2 separate regions of the Pan troglodytes genome follow, and region 2 is linked to region 1. Evidence: chromatin contacts called from public Hi-C data. All regions are on one chromosome and are shown on one strand. The core of a region is the stretch at or near the end of the contact, and the rest is flanking DNA. Distances in the headings are between cores, read along the strand shown. Region 1 holds the start of GLIPR1 (GLI pathogenesis related 1). Region 2 holds the start of BBS10 (Bardet-Biedl syndrome 10).

Region 1 (4,337 bases), core at 182-2,681:
CTTCAAGCACTGAGTAGGGCTGGTAGGAAACGTGACAATTTAGTTTCATGGAATTTAGAATCTAAGGAAAACTGACATTTCACTGAAGGCTAATTATGGGCAAAATAGTGTGTGCCGTGTTTCACAACATTATTCCATAATCACAACAGCCCATATCCTAAGAAGTTCAGAAAGGTTAAAAACCAGCTTAAAGCCACAGATCTGAAATTCAATCCCAAGCCTTACTGAATCAAAATCCCATCCTTTCCCCAGATGCCATTCTGCCTACCTGAGCAACTCAGTACTTTGTCAGCAACAAAAAAAGTAAATTTAGAGACAAAAAAACAAAAAACAAAAAACAAAAAAACAAATCACAAAAATTAACAGGGAGGAAAATAACAAAAAGAGAAGTAAAATCCACTGACAACCAGAAAACAGGAAGTGTCCAAAGAGAAGTAAAATGTGCTGTGGCACTTGCTTATAACAACAGTTGGGTAGACAGAGCTAAACTGGAAGTGTTTTGATCACAGACTGTGAATTTACTGCATACGTTAAGCACAATGAAAAAAAAATCATTCAGTATTACGAAGGTATTAACACCAAAGTCAATACACATTAGTTGTTTCTGACTGACTGACGCCACAGTTAATGATATTTTCCTTACCATGTATAGCATATCACTGGCTGTTGGTTTCACCTCTGATCGGAACTTGTTATGGATTCGAACGCAGTCTTTGATGAAATCTTCATTTTCGATATCTGGCAAAATATTTGCTGTGTGTGAATAATTGGAGACAAAAGAAACCATCCAGGCTATTGTAGCAAGTGTGACACGCATGCTTTGTCTGGCATGGAGCCTTGGGAGGCTGCAGTCCAGAGCCGCCGCAGTTTCTGAGAGTGTGATTGCCTGAGTGCTCAGCCCACAGCTTTGCAAACCTAGCCGACTTCAGCTTTGAGAAAACAGAACAGAGCATGAGTTCATCACTAGTTTTAAGAAACGGGTTTCTCCATATATGGTGTGCAGCTCACTTTGTGTTCTTAACCCTGTCTTTTCAGTGGTTTTCAGTGACACAGCACCTATTACGACATAGATTTTTATGAGGCTGTGTCAGACTTCCTTTTGAATTGGGAGATATTTCCAAAGAAAATTCTGAAGTCTCCAGGAATAATAGTCTCCAATTTTTAATGGAGGTTGCGGTGATAAAATGAAAATATCTCTTACTTCTATAAATGCCTCGCAAAATGCTTTCAGAAATCTTTTTCTTTTTAGAGTCATATCAACACATAGTGGTTGGAATATCTGGTTAACATCATAAACGTGACCTAGAATTCATTCACGATGGTAGAAACATGTAAGCGTGTGTGTGTGTGTGTGAGAGAGAGAGAGAGAGAAAGAGAGAGAGAGAGAAAGAGAGAGAGAGAGGGATTGAGAGAGAGAATAGTAGAAAGAATACAGGACTCAAGTTGAGAATTTAGTTTCTGTTTCTAACTAGCTGTAAGACCTTGGACAGGATACAAAAGTCTCTAAACCTCAGCCACCTATTGAATGAGGCTATGGGACCTTTTCTGCTTCCTTAATTATAGAGGTTTGGCAGGATCAAATGAACTAGCTAATATTAAATTTCTGCCTTGTATATTCACCTTAGTAATACAGAAATAAAAACACAGTCACTGGCCCCAAGGAGCTTACAGTGGTAAGAGCTGTGAGATGGTGATGACAAGGATGGTTACAACAGGGGCTGTTGGAGATCTGGATATAGGAAAGCACAGGGAGATATGGACACACAAGAGAGCATACTTAACCTATTCTGGAAAGGGCAGAGCTGGCCTACATACAGCAGGTGAGGTCTTTGCTGAGGCTAGAATCAGCTAGGTGTTGATCAAGTGAAAAAGGGCTGGAGAGGAGAAGGGAATTAGAGGGATAGGAACTATATATCTAGTTGTGAAGTTGAAGACATGGTGTTATGGCAAGAATAGAGCAAGAACCTCTCCATATTGTCTCCCTCTGTAAATATGGTCTGTAAATAAGTAGTGATTCTGACTGGTAGGAAACTTGATACCTGGTGTCATGGAATTCAGAATCCAAATGATGCTTTCATGCCACTTGGGGGAGAGAAGTTAAGAGTCAGATCAGGAAGGATTTCTCAATTCTGCTAATGATTTTTTATTTTATCACCAAAGTCATGGGAAGTTATTGGAGGATTTTAGCTGTAGGTGGGGTTTAGACCTGGTTTTAGAAAACACGTGTATTTTAGAAAATTAAGAGATATGGAAAATGGAATGAGGTGGGGAAATATTTCTAATGCAAACAAAAAGTAAAGAAACATTTCAGGCACACCTGTAGCCCCACCTACTCAGAAAGTTGAGGTGGGAGGATAGCTTGATCCCCACAATTTGAGGCTGTGAAGAGCTATAGTCAGGTCACTGCAATCCAGCCTGGGTGACAGAGCGAGGCCCCATCATTAAAAACAAACATACGGGCCAGGCGCGGTGGCTCACGCCTGTAATCCCAGCACTTTGGGAGGCTGAGGAGGGCGGATCATCTGAGGTCAGTTGTGCAAGGCCAGCCTGACCAACATGGTGAAACCCTGTCTCTACTAGAAATACCAAAATTAGCCGGGCATGGTGGCACATGCCTGTAATCCCAGCTACTTGCGAGGCTGAGGCAGGAGAATTGCTTGAACCTGGGAGGCGGAGTTGCAGTAAACTGAGATTGTCATTGCACTCTAGCCTAGGCAACAAGAGTGAAACTCCATCTCAAAAAAGCCCAAGCAACCAACCAAACAAAAACCATTACAGAACCATAAGGCAGAATTACTGTTGCCACACACACACAAATAACCTTAAAAATACTCATACATAAATTCAAATTTTGTCCAGGCTGCCTAATTTCTACTAGCATGTCTTTACATTATAGGAATCTGAGATAAGCAGTGTCTTATCCAGGTCTCATAGGCAACTTTTTGATCAATGTAGTGACAATAAACAAAGAGAACTTTCTCCAGTTTGAAGTGGTAACCATGTCTAAGGCCTGCTTCTCATCTTCTTCTGGGTCTCTGTGAGCTAGACTGAGTTTTGAATACAACAACAAGAAAGAGGAAACCCCACGAGCAAGCAAAATCAGTGGTTTTTTTGGTTGCCTGCGTAATCCCTGTTATACACATACAACTCCCAAGAATGAGCAATGTTATCTTGGTCTTGAAATGATTTAATATTTTTTCTCTAATTTCCTGAAAATAATCAGCACAAGGGAAAGTCTGCCGTCACAGAGATGATTTTTGTGTTATTGTGCAGACCAGGTTAGCTCCTTAGAGCTACAACTCTAAAACTTTTCAATTCACACTACACGTTTGCACCAAAAGTCCAGAGAAGTGGTCTGCCACAGAACAGGAACTTTTACGTGGAAGCAAATGTAAGCCTGCACTGCTTAGAAAGCTTTGAACTTTGCTATGACTTTTTCCACTTCTTAACCCAAGTCTTCACCATGATCTCTTTGATAATTATGCATATGTGTTAAGACAGAGAGATTGGTTTTTAGTGCTCAACACTCATGGTAGCATTTTAAAAGATTTTTAACTTTCTTTTTAATTCTTCTCTGTATCTTTTTTTACAGTGAGAACATGCTATCTTTCATAGTAATAAAATAAACTGCAATTATTGTGGAGAGTCATGGGATCTTTAAAATCATGCACAAATTCATACATATACATTGCCTGATAAACCCATGCACAGATAAAAGACTAAAGGAATATCCACAATTTCAGTATTGTGGGTAATACTGCATAATGGACTATGTCTCTCTATCCCCGCAAGTTTTACTCAAGTGTCTTATAAAAAGCAACAGTTTGTGTAGCTAGAGATAATCATTTATATTATGTGGAAAAATCTCAACCTTGCTATACTGTTCTAAATATATCCATTTATATATATGATGAGCTTTTTTATTTCTTGGGGAGAAATGATATAGAATTTTCTATAATCCCACACTTCCTGATTAGATTCCAAAAACATTTAGGCTCCAAAACCTCTAGCCACCTATTCTAAACTGGGGCTATGTGTTGGGTGTGGGGATAGACAAAGATAAAGGATTCAGAAAGAGGGAGGGGCTATGTTTATTAAGCAAACACGTCACTGTTACATTGTTGTGTGATGATACTTTAATTTGGTATAAATTAGTTTTACGTATGTGACAATGTACAAGTTAACAAGTAGTCCATATTCTAGAAGCAGTTAATTAGTGCTGAAGTACTCTAACCAAGAATCCACACTCCAAAGGTGATGGTTAACACTTCAGATATGGTTATGGAAATTGATACCTGAGAGTTTGTTAATTAGAACAGGGCATGTTAGAGAATCAT
Region 2 (4,285 bases), core at 1,219-3,718, 880 kb before region 1:
AACATCTACAAGATCATTTTCTTGCTAATATTGGCATGCTTCAACTCTAGATGATGTATGTTGTGCCATTATGCTAGTTGAATCTTCTGCATCTCACAAAATATCACTTGTGGGAATAATAAACCAGGAGAGTGGTGACCTACCACGGTAATTTGGTGGGTGCGTCAGAGGCATCTGAACCAGAGCAACTCCAGTAATTTGGTGGGTGCGTCAGAGGCATCTGAACCAGAGCAACTCCATCTTGAATAGGAGCTGGGTAAAATGAGGCTAAGATCTACTAGGCTGCATTCCCAGATGATTAAGGCATTCTAAGTCACAGGATGAGATAGGAGGTTGGCACAAGATACAGGTCATAAAGACCTTGCTGATAAAACAGGTTGCAGTAAAGAAGCCAGCCAAAACCCACCAAAACCAAGATGGCCACGAGAGTGACCTCTGGTTGTCCTCACTGCTATACTCCCACCAGCACCAAAGACAGTTTACAAATGCCATGGCAATGTCAGGAAGTTACCCTATATGGCCTAAAGAGGGGAGGCATAAATAATCCACTCCTTGTTTAGCATATCATCAAGAAATAACCATAAAAATCGGCAACCAGCAGCCCTTGGGGCTGCTTTGCCTATGGAGTAACCATTCTTTTATTCCTCTTTCTTAATAAACTTGCTTTCACTTTATGGACTCGTCCTGAATTCTTTCTTGCATGAGATCCAAGAACCCTCTCTTGGGGTCTGGATTGGGACCCTTTTCCTCTGACAGGTGTAGTATAAATATCTGTTGAGTGCTAACTATGCCAGGCACTATGCAAAGTGTTTAGTGAACATTCTCCACCTACTCAAAACCTCTTGAGATTTTTATTTTGTATATGTTATCTCCACTGGTTTTTTTGGCGGGGATTGTTTTGTTTTGAGACAAGGTCTCGCTCTGTCGCCCAGGCTGGAGTGCAGTGGTGCGATCTTGGCTCACTGCAACCTCCCTTTCCGAGTTCAAGTGATTCTCATACCTCAGCCTCCAGAGTAGCTGGGATTACAAGCATGCACCACCATGCCCAGCTAATTTTTGTATTTTTAGTAGAGACGGGATTTTGCTATGTTGGCCATGCTGGTCTTGAACTCTCGGCCTCCTGTGATCTCCCACCTCGGCCTCCCAAAGTCCTGGAATTACAGCCATGAGCCACTGCGGCAGGCCCATTGTTTGTAAAGATGAGAAAAGCAGAGATCAAAGAGGTTACTTGGTGAATGCCACAGGTAAGGAAATGACAGAGCAAACCCAGGTCTGAATCCAAAGCCCATACTCTCAAGTGCCTGTGTTTTAGGCCAGGCAAGGTGGCTCATGCCTGTAATCCTAAAACTTTGGAAGGCCAAGTTGGGAGGATCACTTGAGGCCAGGAATTCAAGATCAGCCTGGGCAACACAGGGAGACCCTGTCTCTACTAAAAGAGAAAATAACCAGGCGTAGTGAGGCACAAAGCGACTTGAAGGCTAAGACAGGAGGATCACGAGCTCAGGAATGCGGAGCTGCAGTAAGCTATGATCTCTCCACTGCACTCCAGCCTGGGCGGCAGAGTGAAACTTCATCTCTTAAAAAAGAAAAAAATGTTAGACAGTATTTTCTGTCTTTGGGTTATATACAATAATCCTTGGCCATGTGTTTTAAAGCATACTGTTGATCACCGACGTGATTAATGGATTTAAATCTGTACAGCGGCTCATGCCTGTAATCCCAACACTCTGAAAGGCCGTGGCAGGTGGATCATTCAGGTCATGAGTTCGAGACCAGCCTGGTCAACATGGTGACATCCCCATCTCTACTAAAAATACAAATATTGGCGGGGCACAGTGGCGTATGCCTGTAATCCCAGCTACTTGAGAGGCTGAGGCACGGGAATCGCTTGAGCCCGGGAGGCGGAGGTTGCAGTCAGCCGAGATTGTGCCACTGCACTCCAGCCTGGGCGACAGAGCGAGAGTCCATCTCAAAAAATAAATAGAGACTTCGCATCATTTCTGCTTAATATATTTGTGGTGTCTAGAGTTTTATTGTGATACCTGAGTCTAGGAAATGTGGTAAAGCCTCTGCAGCAGACCTAAAGCCTGCAATTCATGGCTGTGGCCAGGCTCTCCTCACCTGTCCTGCATCTACAAATTATTTCCGTTATGGTAAGGAGAGCAACTCGTGGAGAATGTGGACAGGAACATGCGTGAATCCAAGGCAGAGGTTTTGCCCCGGAAAAAGCAGCTTCTGGCAGGGGATGAAAGCCAGCAGAGTTCCAACCGGGGTGCCCTCTCCTTCACGCAGGCCCCACTACCGTGTTGACTTAGGAAGAAAGTTTCTCGGGAGACTAAGGGATTTGGGGGCAGCGGACGCCACTGGAGGGAGATGAATTCACCTAGGGAGCCGGGGAGGGGCTTAGGGTTGCCTCTCCAGGCACAGCTGCTGGAAATCCTAGTCTGTTTTTTCTGTCTTCGCGTACAACGGGCCAGCTCACCCCACCTGGCAAAGCTGCAGGGCTTTTCCACCAAGCGGACAGAAGGGCAGCCCTCTCGCCCAACCAAGAAGCCGTGCTACCCCGGCTTCGGCTCCTGGCTTCCGGGTTTTCTCCCCGCCTATTCCGTTTCCGGCTGTTCCCACCCCTGTTTTCGGTCGTCCCGGGTGTTCTGCAAGCTGGTCAAAAAGGGGAAGCGGCCCAGATATGTTAAGTTCTATGGCCGCTGCAGGGTCTGTGAAGGCGGCGTTGCAGGTGGCCGAGGTGCTGGAAGCCATCGTGAGCTGCTGCGTGGGGCCCGAGGGACGGCAAGTTTTGTGTACGAAGCCCACTGGCGAGGTGCTTCTCAGCCGGAATGGAGGCCGCCTCCTGGAGGCGCTACACTTAGAGCATCCCATAGCCAGGTACCCGCGTCCCACACGCTAACCCGTAGCCGGGCACCCCAGGCAGCCTCTGTGGAGCTCTTGTCCCATCCTGAGGCGATGCGTACTTAGAAAGACTGACCTCGGGTGAAACCGCTGTATGCTCGGAATTAGAGCCCTGCCCAAGGGAACACTCCTGCACCCCAAATCTTACCAATTCCCAAGACCACTTCTCCCCACTCCACCCAACGGTGGAATCTTGGAATAGAGCAGAGTTTTTTCCAAGAAAGGAAAAAACTAAGGATGTGTCAAAGGAACAATATTCTCATTTTATGCTTATGGCTGTGTAAACATGGTTTTAAGATGTGGGAAGCCAGCCTTCTGAAAATGAGTTGCTTTATTTCTTTTTTGTACAGGATGATAGTGGACTGTGTTTCCAGTCATCTCAAAAAAACAGGAGATGGTGCAAAAACATTTATTATCTTTCTTTGCCATTTGCTTAGAGGACTTCATGCAATCACAGACAGAGAAAAGGATCCTTTGATGTGTGAAAACATTCAAACCCAGGGAAGGCATTGGAAAAATTGTTCTCGGTGGAAATTTATTTCCCAGGCTCTCCTAACGTTTCAGACACAAATATTAGACGGTATTATGGACCAGTACCTAAGTAGACACTTTTTGTCTATCTTTTCGTCTGCTAAAGAGAGAACATTGTGTAGGAGCTCTTTAGAGTTGCTCTTAGAAGCATACTTTTGTGGAAGAGTGGGAAGAAATAATCATAAATTTATTTCACAGTTGATGTGTGACTACTTTTTCAAGTGTATGACTTGTAAAAGTGGGATTGGTGTATTTGAGTTAGTGGATGACCATTTTGTAGAGTTGAATGTTGGTGTCACTGGCCTTCCTGTTTCAGATTCCAGGATCATAGCTGGTCTTGTGCTTCAGAAAGATTTTTCTGTGTACCGCCCAGCAGATGGTGACATGCGAATGGTGATAGTAACAGAAACCATTCAGCCTCTTTTTTCCACTTCTGGATCAGAGTTTATTCTAAATTCAGAAGCACAGTTTCAGACATCTCAATTTTGGATTATGGAAAAGACAAAAGCAATAATGAAACATCTACATAGTCAGAATGTAAAATTGCTCATATCTAGTGTGAAACAACCAGATTTAGTTATTTATTATGCAGGGGTGAATGGCATATCAGTGGTTGAGTGTTTATCATCAGAAGAAGTTTCTCTTATCCGGAGGATCATTGGTCTTTCTCCATTTGTACCACCACAGGCCTTTTCGCAGTGTGAAATACCTAACACTGCTTTGGTGAAATTTTGTAAACCTCTTATCCTTAGATCCAAAAGATATGTTCATCTAGGCTTGATAAGCACATGTGCATTTATACCACACTCTATAGTTCTTTGTGGACCAGTGCAGGGTCTCATTGAAC

Evidence for each region. Hi-C and Micro-C count contacts between places; a contact is called where the count stands out from the background.
Region 2: a contact with region 1 is called in a Hi-C map of stem cell-derived neural progenitor cells, with 4 times the contacts expected there. The contact joins the promoter of BBS10 here to the promoter of GLIPR1 in region 1. A contact is called at or near these places in 1 of 7 Hi-C or Micro-C datasets (stem cell-derived neural progenitor cells) and 1 of 1 datasets of contacts at active chromatin or transcription factors (stem cell-derived excitatory neurons).

The regions. Positions count from the first base shown.
Region 1 is chr10:82,245,912-82,250,248 of NHGRI_mPanTro3-v2.0_pri, reverse strand. GLIPR1 (GLI pathogenesis related 1) reads right to left here and starts at 1,431. Exons shown (of 6, transcript XM_009425866.5): 1 at 644-1,431. The coding sequence starts at 817.
Region 2 is chr10:83,124,685-83,128,969 of NHGRI_mPanTro3-v2.0_pri, reverse strand. BBS10 (Bardet-Biedl syndrome 10) reads left to right here and starts at 2,468. Exons shown (of 2, transcript XM_001161619.7): 1 at 2,468-2,883; 2 at 3,258-4,285. The coding sequence starts at 2,687.